Linked DNA regions of Mus musculus: region 1 is linked to region 2. Evidence: chromatin contacts called from public promoter capture Hi-C data. All regions are on one chromosome and are shown on one strand. Each heading gives the region's core, a stretch centred on a gene start, on an enhancer-like site or on the middle of the called end of the contact. The rest is flanking DNA. Distances are from core to core; before and after follow the strand shown.

The links. Promoter capture Hi-C pulls out the DNA fragments that hold promoters and counts their contacts.
Region 1: a promoter capture Hi-C map of embryonic stem cells shows a contact between it and region 2, with 3 times the contacts expected there. The contact joins two enhancer-like sites. A contact is called at or near these places in 7 of 39 promoter capture datasets (the HPC-7 cell line, cranial neural crest, embryonic stem cells and 3 more) and 1 of 9 other capture datasets (embryonic stem cells).

Annotation. Positions count from the first base shown.
Region 1 is chr11:51,531,436-51,536,087 of GRCm38.p6, forward strand. The region is part of intron 5 of Col23a1 (collagen, type XXIII, alpha 1); the gene reads left to right. Among named protein-coding and RNA genes, the nearest start is that of Phykpl, 51 kb to the right of the region's middle. Within about 2 kb of position 1,921, at least 9 of the 459 cell types and tissues checked have an H3K27ac peak or open chromatin away from gene starts, as enhancers often do.
Region 2 is chr11:50,715,878-50,720,392 of GRCm38.p6, forward strand. All of the region lies in intron 3 of Adamts2 (a disintegrin-like and metallopeptidase (reprolysin type) with thrombospondin type 1 motif, 2), which reads left to right. Among named protein-coding and RNA genes, the nearest start is that of Gm39819, 20 kb to the left of the region's middle. Within about 2 kb of position 1,689, at least 30 of the 459 cell types and tissues checked have an H3K27ac peak or open chromatin away from gene starts, as enhancers often do.

The DNA.
Region 1 (4,652 bases), core at 671-3,170, 820 kb after region 2:
CACAACCATCACCACCAAAAAGAAAGAGAAAGAGGGAGGGAGGGAGGGAGGGAGGGAGGGAGGGAGGGAGGGAGGGAGGGAGGGAAAGAAGGAAGGAAAGAAGAAAGGAAGGAAGGAAGGAAGGAAGGAAGGAAGGAAGGAAAGGAAAGGAAAGGAAGAGAGAGAAAGAAAGAGGAGGAGGAGGAAGAGGGAGAGAAAGAGAGAGAAAGAGAAAGAGACAGGAAGAAAGAAACATATTTTTTGAAGCAGGGTCTCTCACTGAAACTAGAGCTCATCATTTTGGCTGGATTGTCCGGCCAGGAAACTCCAGGTATCTGTTTGTCCCTTCCCCCACCCTCTGGGCGCCCAGTGCTGACATTGTAAGTCCATGCCACCGTGTCTGGCTTTTACTTGGGTGCTGGAGACCCCAATTCAGGTCTTCATGCTTGCCCAGCAAGTACTTTGCCTACTGAGCCATCTTTGAAGCCTCCAAGATAAAACTTTCATGATGAGGATAGAGCTCAGTGGGTGGACTGCTCACATAGCATGCATACATCTTGGGGCCCCTCACACCCCACAAACCTGGAGCACTGGTCTACAGCTGTAATACCAACACTTGGGAAGTAGAGGCAGGAGGGTTCGGAGTTCAAAGTCATCTTTAGCTACATATTGAGGCTGAGGTCAGCCTGGGCTACATGAAACCCCATCTCAAAAACAAATAAAAAATGTTCTAAAGCAATGGCTCAGCAGTTAAGAGCACTTGTTCTTCTGGCGGCCCAGGTTTGGTTCCCCGTGTGTCCATGGTGGCTTGTGATCATGTAACGCCAGTTCCAGAGGCTCCATTCTCCACTTCTGACCTCCACGGGCATCAGGCACCCACACATACAAACACACAAAACTCTCATATACTTAAAATAAATGTCAAAAAATGATTTAGATACATAATTGTTTTTTAGAATGGAAGGAAGGACCAGAAAGATAGCTCAGTGGGTAAAGGCACTTTCCATGCAAACCTGACTCCTGGAATTCTATGTAAAAGGTGGAATGAGAGAGCCGACCCCACAAAGCTGGAGTACACACCATATACACACCGTGGTGTGCACGCCTGCACACATATACATATGGACAGTCACGATAGATAGATAGATAGATAGATAGATAGATAGATAGATAGATAGATAGATGATGGATGGATAGATAGATGATTGATAGATAGATAGATAGATAGATAGATAGATGATAGATGGATGGATAGATAGATGATAGATAGGTAGATAGGTAGGTAGATAGATAGATAGATAGGTGATAGATAGATGGATAGATAGATGATAGATAGATAGATAGATAGATAGATAGATAGATAGATAGATAGATAGAGATGATAGATGGATGGATAGATAGATGATAGATAGATAGATAGATAGATAGATAGATAGATAGATAGATAGATGATAGATGGATGGATAGATGATAGATAGATAGATAGATAGATAGATAGATAGATAGATAATAGATGGATAGATAGATAGATAATAGATGGATGGATGGATAGATAGATAGATAGATAGATGATAGATGGATGGATAGATAGATAGATGATAGATAGATAGATAGATAGATAGATAGATAGATAGATAGATAGATAGATAGGATGGTGTAATAAGAAATGTAATGAAGAAATAAATGAGGAAACCCTTCTAATCTGCTCAGCGTACAGCCAAGCATTTGGACAGAAACCCAGCGTTGAGACCGATCGGTTTTAGGAACAGCTGTTTCGCTGCTGCAGCTTAGTGTTGGTGTTTCTGTTTGAGGGAATCTTAGAAGCAGTGTTTACTTTGTTGGCAAACTCCAGGGTCGGGGTGGGGTAGGGGAGCGATTTTCTTTTTCCCATTGAACCAGGCTCTCAGCAGTTCCTAGGGGAAGAAAGAACAGGCAAGCTGGAGCGAAGGGCTGTGCTGGGATCCCCGGCCTGTGCTGTCTGCGTTCACTCCGCCTCTCCCTGCCCCCACACCCCTAGATGAAATGAAGTCCACATGTGCGGCCCATGGAGTGGCTAAGGGACAGGGGCAACAGGGGCCACCCACATCTGTGAGGCAGGTTATGTATGGACTCAAGGGGGTCAGAGCTGACGGGGCTCTGGGGTCACTGTCTCCATGCCCTTCCTGAACAGAGGCTGTCTGTCCTTCATGCCCCCAAGGGCTTGTTAATAGGACCTTACTGTTGCAATAAATGCATGGTCGTGTCTATTGTAAAACATTAGGAAAGTAGAAAAAGGCAACCAAAGGGGGAAAAGCAATCCTCCTCCTACCATCCACAGACAATAGCTCACTATTTTCATGTTCTTTTAACATTTTTATACGCAGCTTTGTTCGCATACTTCCACTATAAAAAAAAAAACCAAGCCTCTAGGAACACACTTCTCTCTCTCACTTGAAATATCATGAGACACTCCCACATCATTAAAAACTGTTACAAGATGTAATGGCTACATAGTATCTGATCACATGTATCATTTTATATAGCCAGTCTCTAAGTTATGCCATTTATATGGACAATTTTTCATCCTTACACTCAACATCCTGGGAGTAAGTAAAGGCTTATTTCTGTGATTATCTCCATACAATAAATGTCTATAAGTTGGATTGTTGCACCAAAGGGTTTGCACATGTTGAAGGCTTTTGATGTGCGTTGCCAAATTGCCCTCTGGGAGGCCGCTCTCATTTACATTCCCACCAACAGAGCACGAATGCGGCATGTTTCTCCAACTCTGTCCAACTGTGGGTATTATCATACTTTTAATTTATTTCAATATGATAAGTTTTAAATATATATCTATATGTATGTGTCTTGTTTCAATTTAGGGTGTATTTTCATTACAAGTTCTCTTTTTTGTTGCTTTTTGTTTTGTTTTTCAAGACAGGATTTCACTGTATAGCCCTGGCTGTCCTGAAACTCACACTGTAGACCAAATTAGTCTCGAACTCATAGAAGTCTTCCTGCCTCTACCTCCCTAATGTGGGAATTAAAGGCCTGGCTAGAAGTCTCAAGAAACCTGACCTGTTTGTTAAAGTTTGTGTTTGCCTGGCACCTAGTGGTGAAATTTGGAATTGCAAGTATAGAGTTTGGACCTGATTGGGGCAAAGAAACAAGTAATCATCTCGTACTCACTGATCAATCAGCAGAGAGGGTGTTCTGAGCACTGAACTTTGTGAATCAACAATGCAGGATGCAAAGGACCCACAGGCAAGGTATTTCAGAATTTAGGGGAATTGATCAGCTTGTATGTGTCAAAATGTTTCAGCATCTCATAAATAGGCTTGATATCATGCCTTGTGCTCCACACAGGGAAGGCACAAAGGCAAATCAGACCCGGTCACGGTCTTAAACAGCTGGGGATGGGAGAGAGAGACCATCTGGACACAGTGGAGTCGTCCTGAAAGTGTCTCACACATCCCTTTTTTCATCTTGAAGATGTGCCAAGCTTCTAAAGTGACAATGACTTGTCTGTCACTCAGGGCTTAATCTCATCTCCACTTCTCACCCTTTACACAAAAACACAAGACTAGGCCTTCTTTGCTTTTCTTCTTTAGACTTCTCACGTTCTTCACCCTCAGTGTGGAGCTTCCATGGCTCTCTGGCTTCCTACCTGCCTTTGGGAGGGCGTGTAAAGGGTCCTTGAATACAGGGAATGTACCAGGAAGATAACAAAGGAGGGTGCGGTGAGGGTGCTGGAGGGGGGTCCATAGGTCGGTCTGTGATTTGGAGCTAATATTCAAGAAGGACGGAATGACCTTTGAACTGAGACTTCTGTGACAAGATGCAGAGATCTGAGGGGCAGGTGAGTACTCTCCGCAGAGGAAAACAGATGAGGGTACAGGTCATGGAGTTTAGAGCAAGCTTCGTATGTCAAGAGCCATCTGAGGCAAGGATGGGAAGAAGGAGAAGGCAAGTGACAGAGATAGGGTGAAAGGAGGAAAGGTGTCGGGGGACTGGAGAGATAGTCCAGCAGTAATGGCTGCTTTTGCAAAGGACCTGGATTAAGTTCCCAGTATAAGACGGCTCACAACCCCCTATAACTCCAGTGTTAGGGCATCTTCTGGCTTCCATGGGCTCATAACATGGTGCACATAAACTCATACAGGTGCACACATGCACATAAGTAAAAAATAAATCTTAAAAAGGAGGAGGAGTGTGGTGATCGCATCCAGGGGCTACATGATGTAGGCCCTTGTAGACTGGCAGTGGGGAACAAAGATTCCCCAAGCCCCATGCTGCCCGAACCCTCACAGTGCACCCTCTAAGCCATCAGTATCCCCTGAAGCGACTTCTGGCCCACACACACGTGCATACAAATGAGAGTGAGAGATGGGGAGGGGAAGGCTTATGTAGCTCACAGTCCTGGAGGCTCAGAGTCTATGATTGGGGCAGAGCCTTGGTCCAGCTTCTCTTCCATGAGCTCTCAGCAGCAAGCATGGGGCCCGGCTCCCACCTCTATGGATCCTGCTGGGGCCCTGTTGTTCCTTGTTCTTTGCCATCTCTGTTCAACCTTACTCTGCTTAGAAATCAGCTCCATCTACACAGCATTTCCAAACCCTGCTCTGTTCTCTCAGACAGACCCCCTAGCTTCTGCTCTGTCCGTGTTCCCTGTGCACACAGTGGAGGTAGCACCTCCA
Region 2 (4,515 bases), core at 439-2,938:
TTCCCTTCTGCCTTCTATGGTCAGTCTCACCGTCCTCACCACCTAGGGTTGCCCAGAGCTTTTATTCTTTTGGGGCCTACATTACAGATTCCTTTTTCCTCAGCCAGGCTGACCTGGGGAAGGTTAGAAAGAGAGCACCTTAGCCCTCATCTTGCCTCTATCTGAGCCACTCCCCAATAGGGTACCAGTCTCTATCCTGGGGTCTGATAAAACATTCTTGAGACAAATTCGAGTCATCATGGCCCAGGAACATGGAGCTAGGTCACCCCACTTTCCATGGTCCAACATGGGAGCAGTTTTTGTAGCAACAGAACAATAAAAGTTATAAATCAAGGCATTTTAAAATACACTGGTGGTGGACAGTACTGGGGGGGGGTGAGGAATCTCTACTATAGCATCTTTAGCGCTTCTGTTAGCAAATGGTGTTTTGTGAAGTTAATGTGTTCCAAGGGTTTTTATCTGTCTATCAGGATGTTAGGTTTGACACAAAGGTGGGCAAGGAATGTCTTTTTAAAGGGCTAAAGATAGCCAGCGAGAAATTACAACTGCACTACCAGATCAGCAATGGTCCAAACTCTTCACAGACATTGGCATTTTATTAGTCAATGTATGAAGACAGCTTCCTTTCAGGGATTCTTAATTTTGTGGCTGACTCACTCTGCGGTCCTACAATATCTGAGAGAATACGGTCTGATCCACACTGGCCTACTGGTGTCCCTGTCCCATTTAAATTTCAGGCCAGTGTTTAAAATTAGAGACAGAGGGCCAGGGCGCTGGCTTGGTGGGTAAGGTGTCTGCCTCTGAGGATATGAGTTCATATCTCTAGATCCGCATAAAGTCTAGGTGCAGTGACTCCTGCCTGTAACCCCATCCTGGGATTGGGGGTGAGTGACTGAGACAGGAGAATCCTGGGGGCTTCTTGGAAACCAACCTGGCTAAATAGGGAGCTCTGTGTTCAGTGAGAGACCCTGCCTCAGAAACTAGGGTGAGGAGGAGCAATAAAGGAAGACACCTGCCATGGGCAAGCACACCTGTATACACACAGGGGCATACATAAACATACAGAAACACATGTGCAAGCATGCAGGTGCACACACCTCGGCAAAATACATTTTTAAAAATTCATAGGTATTTGGTGGGTATGGTGACTCAAACCTGTAATCCCAGTTGAGAGCTAGAGACAAGTTCCAATTTTGATTACACAGGAATTCAAGGCCAGCCAGCACTACATGAAACTTGGACCGGGAGGGGGGAGGAGGGAGAGAAAGAGAGAGAGAGAGAGAGAGAGACTAGCACAAAACCAGGCTCTCAACCTCCTTGCACATTAAGAAGGCCCAGCATCAGGGATGGCTTCCTGTCAGTCACTGCTATCCCGGTTGGCTGGAGGCAGCCTGCCCCAGAGCACATACACACTCATATCCCCTTGCCCAGAGGCCACGCTCCCACTTGGCTTTTCCTATGGGAGCAAAATATTTTCCAGGAACAAAAAAACAAAAGATAAGCCAAGAGGAGTGCCTGTCTTAAGGCAGAGAAGAGAGTGTATTTCTTCCTGGAAATGCAGAGGGTAGGCTTAGGATGTAAACAGTGCGTCTGGCTCAGTGAGAGACTTTTAGAAGTATACTCACTCTCTTGCTTCTGCAGACAGAGTCCCAGCAGCTGGCTCCGCAGGGACTCCAGTGGTCTGGGAGGCCTGAGTGAGAGCTGCATTTGACTTGGGGCCTGGAGCCAAAGACGGGTGGCCCCTGTGTGACTATCAGTGTGTCAGGAGCCATGGCAACCACTCTCAGTGACAACAGACACCCACTGTACGGCCACAGTGAGCCACAGAGCCCACCCTATCTTGCTAAGCCTCATGGCCACCTCTTCTGCAAAGGCTGATCAGGGAAGAGACACACATTTCTTTCCGATGTGCGCAACTGGCTGCTCTTTCAAGAGAGAGGAACGCCCACAGATGCTTCCATTCCCACAGCCTCGTTCCGCCCTCTCCAGCCTCTGCTCAGGCGCAGCGTTTGGATAACCGTAGTTTTCCATCGAACCAACAGATCTTGGCGGCTCAGTTTCTTCATTTCTCACCAAATTCCATGTAGTTGCCTGGAAACCTGGAGAAGGGTCAGAGGTTGCTTAAGTTCTCCAGGAACTCACCTTAGGGAGCATGAGTGGGAGCGTGCGCGCGCACATGTGTGTGTGTGTGTGTATGCACGCGCAAGTGTGTATGTACATGTGTGGGCTAGAATGAGTGTGTTATTGTGTATGTCCATGTGTGATAGTATGTATAGTCAATGAATGTTTGGATGTGTATATGTGTGAGGACGGCCGTGTCATGTTTGTGGCTGTGGAGGTATGGCTGATTCTCTGTGAGTGGGTGTATGAAACTGCAATCAGCGTAGCAATTGCATGTGGGCGTGAGTGTGGGGTGATGTGTAGTGGTCACATGACTGTGACCGGAAGACTGTGATACTGCACAGGGTCTGTAGCAGAAGTCACAGCAATACGTGGAAAGTGAGCAAAGAGAGATAAGACAGAAGTGGAGGTTTGGGGATGCTATGGTGGCTTGTCTTAGAACCAGAAGCAGGTAGATAGGAACTGCCCTAAACATAAGGTCCATCCTGGAAGGAACAGGGTTCCTGCACAGCAAGTGGCGGCTAAGTCTTGGGCTCTGGGGTGGATGCTCCCTGCTCCAGGGTGGATTTAGGGGACAGCATGTGTGGAGGACAGGGACTGCTGCTGAGTCCTGTAAGGTCTCTTGTGTTTTAGTGAAGGTCAGAGCAGGCACCCTGCCTTGTGCCCCCTCCCCCACTCCCATCCCATGCCCAGACCTCTTTACTCACCGGCATCATCTCCCACTGACCTGGCCTGCTGCTCCCTGGCACGGCCACATCTGCTTTTAAGCAGAAAAAGGAAATGAATGATCGTGATTTGGGGAGACCTTGCCTAACTGCGCCTGTCCTCTGCAGCCTTGGGCTGGAGAAGTGGGCTTGGTAATCTTCAGCTAGAGAGGTGACTGCTCTCTCCACCCCTTGCCCCTGACTCTCAGGGCAGGGCTAGGATCTGAATTTGCAGCACGAATGCCCCCCTGGACCTCCCACTCCCTCCCTGTTTGTTAGGAAAAGCCCTCCCAGGCTGCCGGACTGATCAGATTCGCTGGACTCAGCTCTGGCTCCAATTTCTGATTTCCTTCCCTCTCTAAACAGGAGTATCAAATTAAGCTTGGTCAAGACTGTGAGCTGACAGCAGGCTCAGTGCCGCCAGCATCACAGCTGCGCCTCCAGGGTCTGCGGGAGTAGTAGAGCCCCTATTCACCTCCTCCACCACTGCCCTGGTCTTTCTCAGGTAGGAGGCAGCATTAAAGAAGGGCTGGTGGGACCCACAATGGTGTGGAAAAGCCACCACCCTTGGGGGCCTAGGTACCAAATATGCACAGGAAGACAAATGGGGTGGATTCAGAACCTAGGGGACTGAATGACTCTGGGGAAGGTCTTGAGATGTACCTCAGGGGCCTCAAGAGCTAGCAGCCTGTCTGCACTTGAAACTCACCTGTGGGAGGAGGCAGGCCCTGGGGAGGATGCACAAAGCCAGGCTCAAATGTCTGCTGCCTCTGGAAGATAGGGGAGAGGCCAAACAGACAGAAAGAAGGACCTTGCTTGGTCCCACATGGAGCTTGCACCAAGACATAGTTTGGAAAGAGACTGTCAGTGCCTGGCACTTTCTGGGAGAGAGGGTGGGATGCTACCGGCTTACAGTCTTAGTGTCTTGGCTGAGCAGGATGTAGGAAGGGGCCAGGAGAATGGCAAGCTGCCCGTGGTCTCTATGTGGGGCTCCTCAGGACAGACCCAAGGAACCTGACTGCTGCCCACACTGCCACCCATCCCCCATCAACCCGGAAGGCACTGGGGCCAGGGAGGGGTCTATGTGTCTCCTAGACTGTCAATCAAGAGGGTATATCCATCTGGCAGGGATGCTCTGTTCTTGTCCTCAGCTTGGGGGAGAGGAGAAAGGATGCTACCTAATCCTTCCATGGGCAGGTCAGGGACGGAGAGGGACATGAGGAATAGTGAATAGCTGATCGCTCTCCCCCTCCAGAAATCCTAACATGCCTCAGGCTTGCCTAGTGCGAGACCTTTGGGATTTCCCAGTATGTCTTAGTTAGGGTTTCATTGATATGAAAAAACACCAAGACCACAGCATTTAACTGAGGCTGGCTTACAGTTTCAGAGGTTTAGTTTATTATCATCATGGCAAGAAGCACGGCAGTGTCCAGTCAGACATGGTGCTAGAGGAGCTGAAAGTTCTACATCTTAATCCACAGAGGGCAAAGCTTAAGTAAGTATAGGAGACTTCAAAGCCCACCCCCACAGTGACACACTTCTTCCAACAAGGCCACACCTCCTAATAGTGACATAAATGCCTATGGGCCAAGCATTTAAACACATGAATCTGTGGGGGCCATTCCTAATCAAACAATCACACAATGTTGACGGACGGACAGACAGACAGACAGACAGACACACACACACA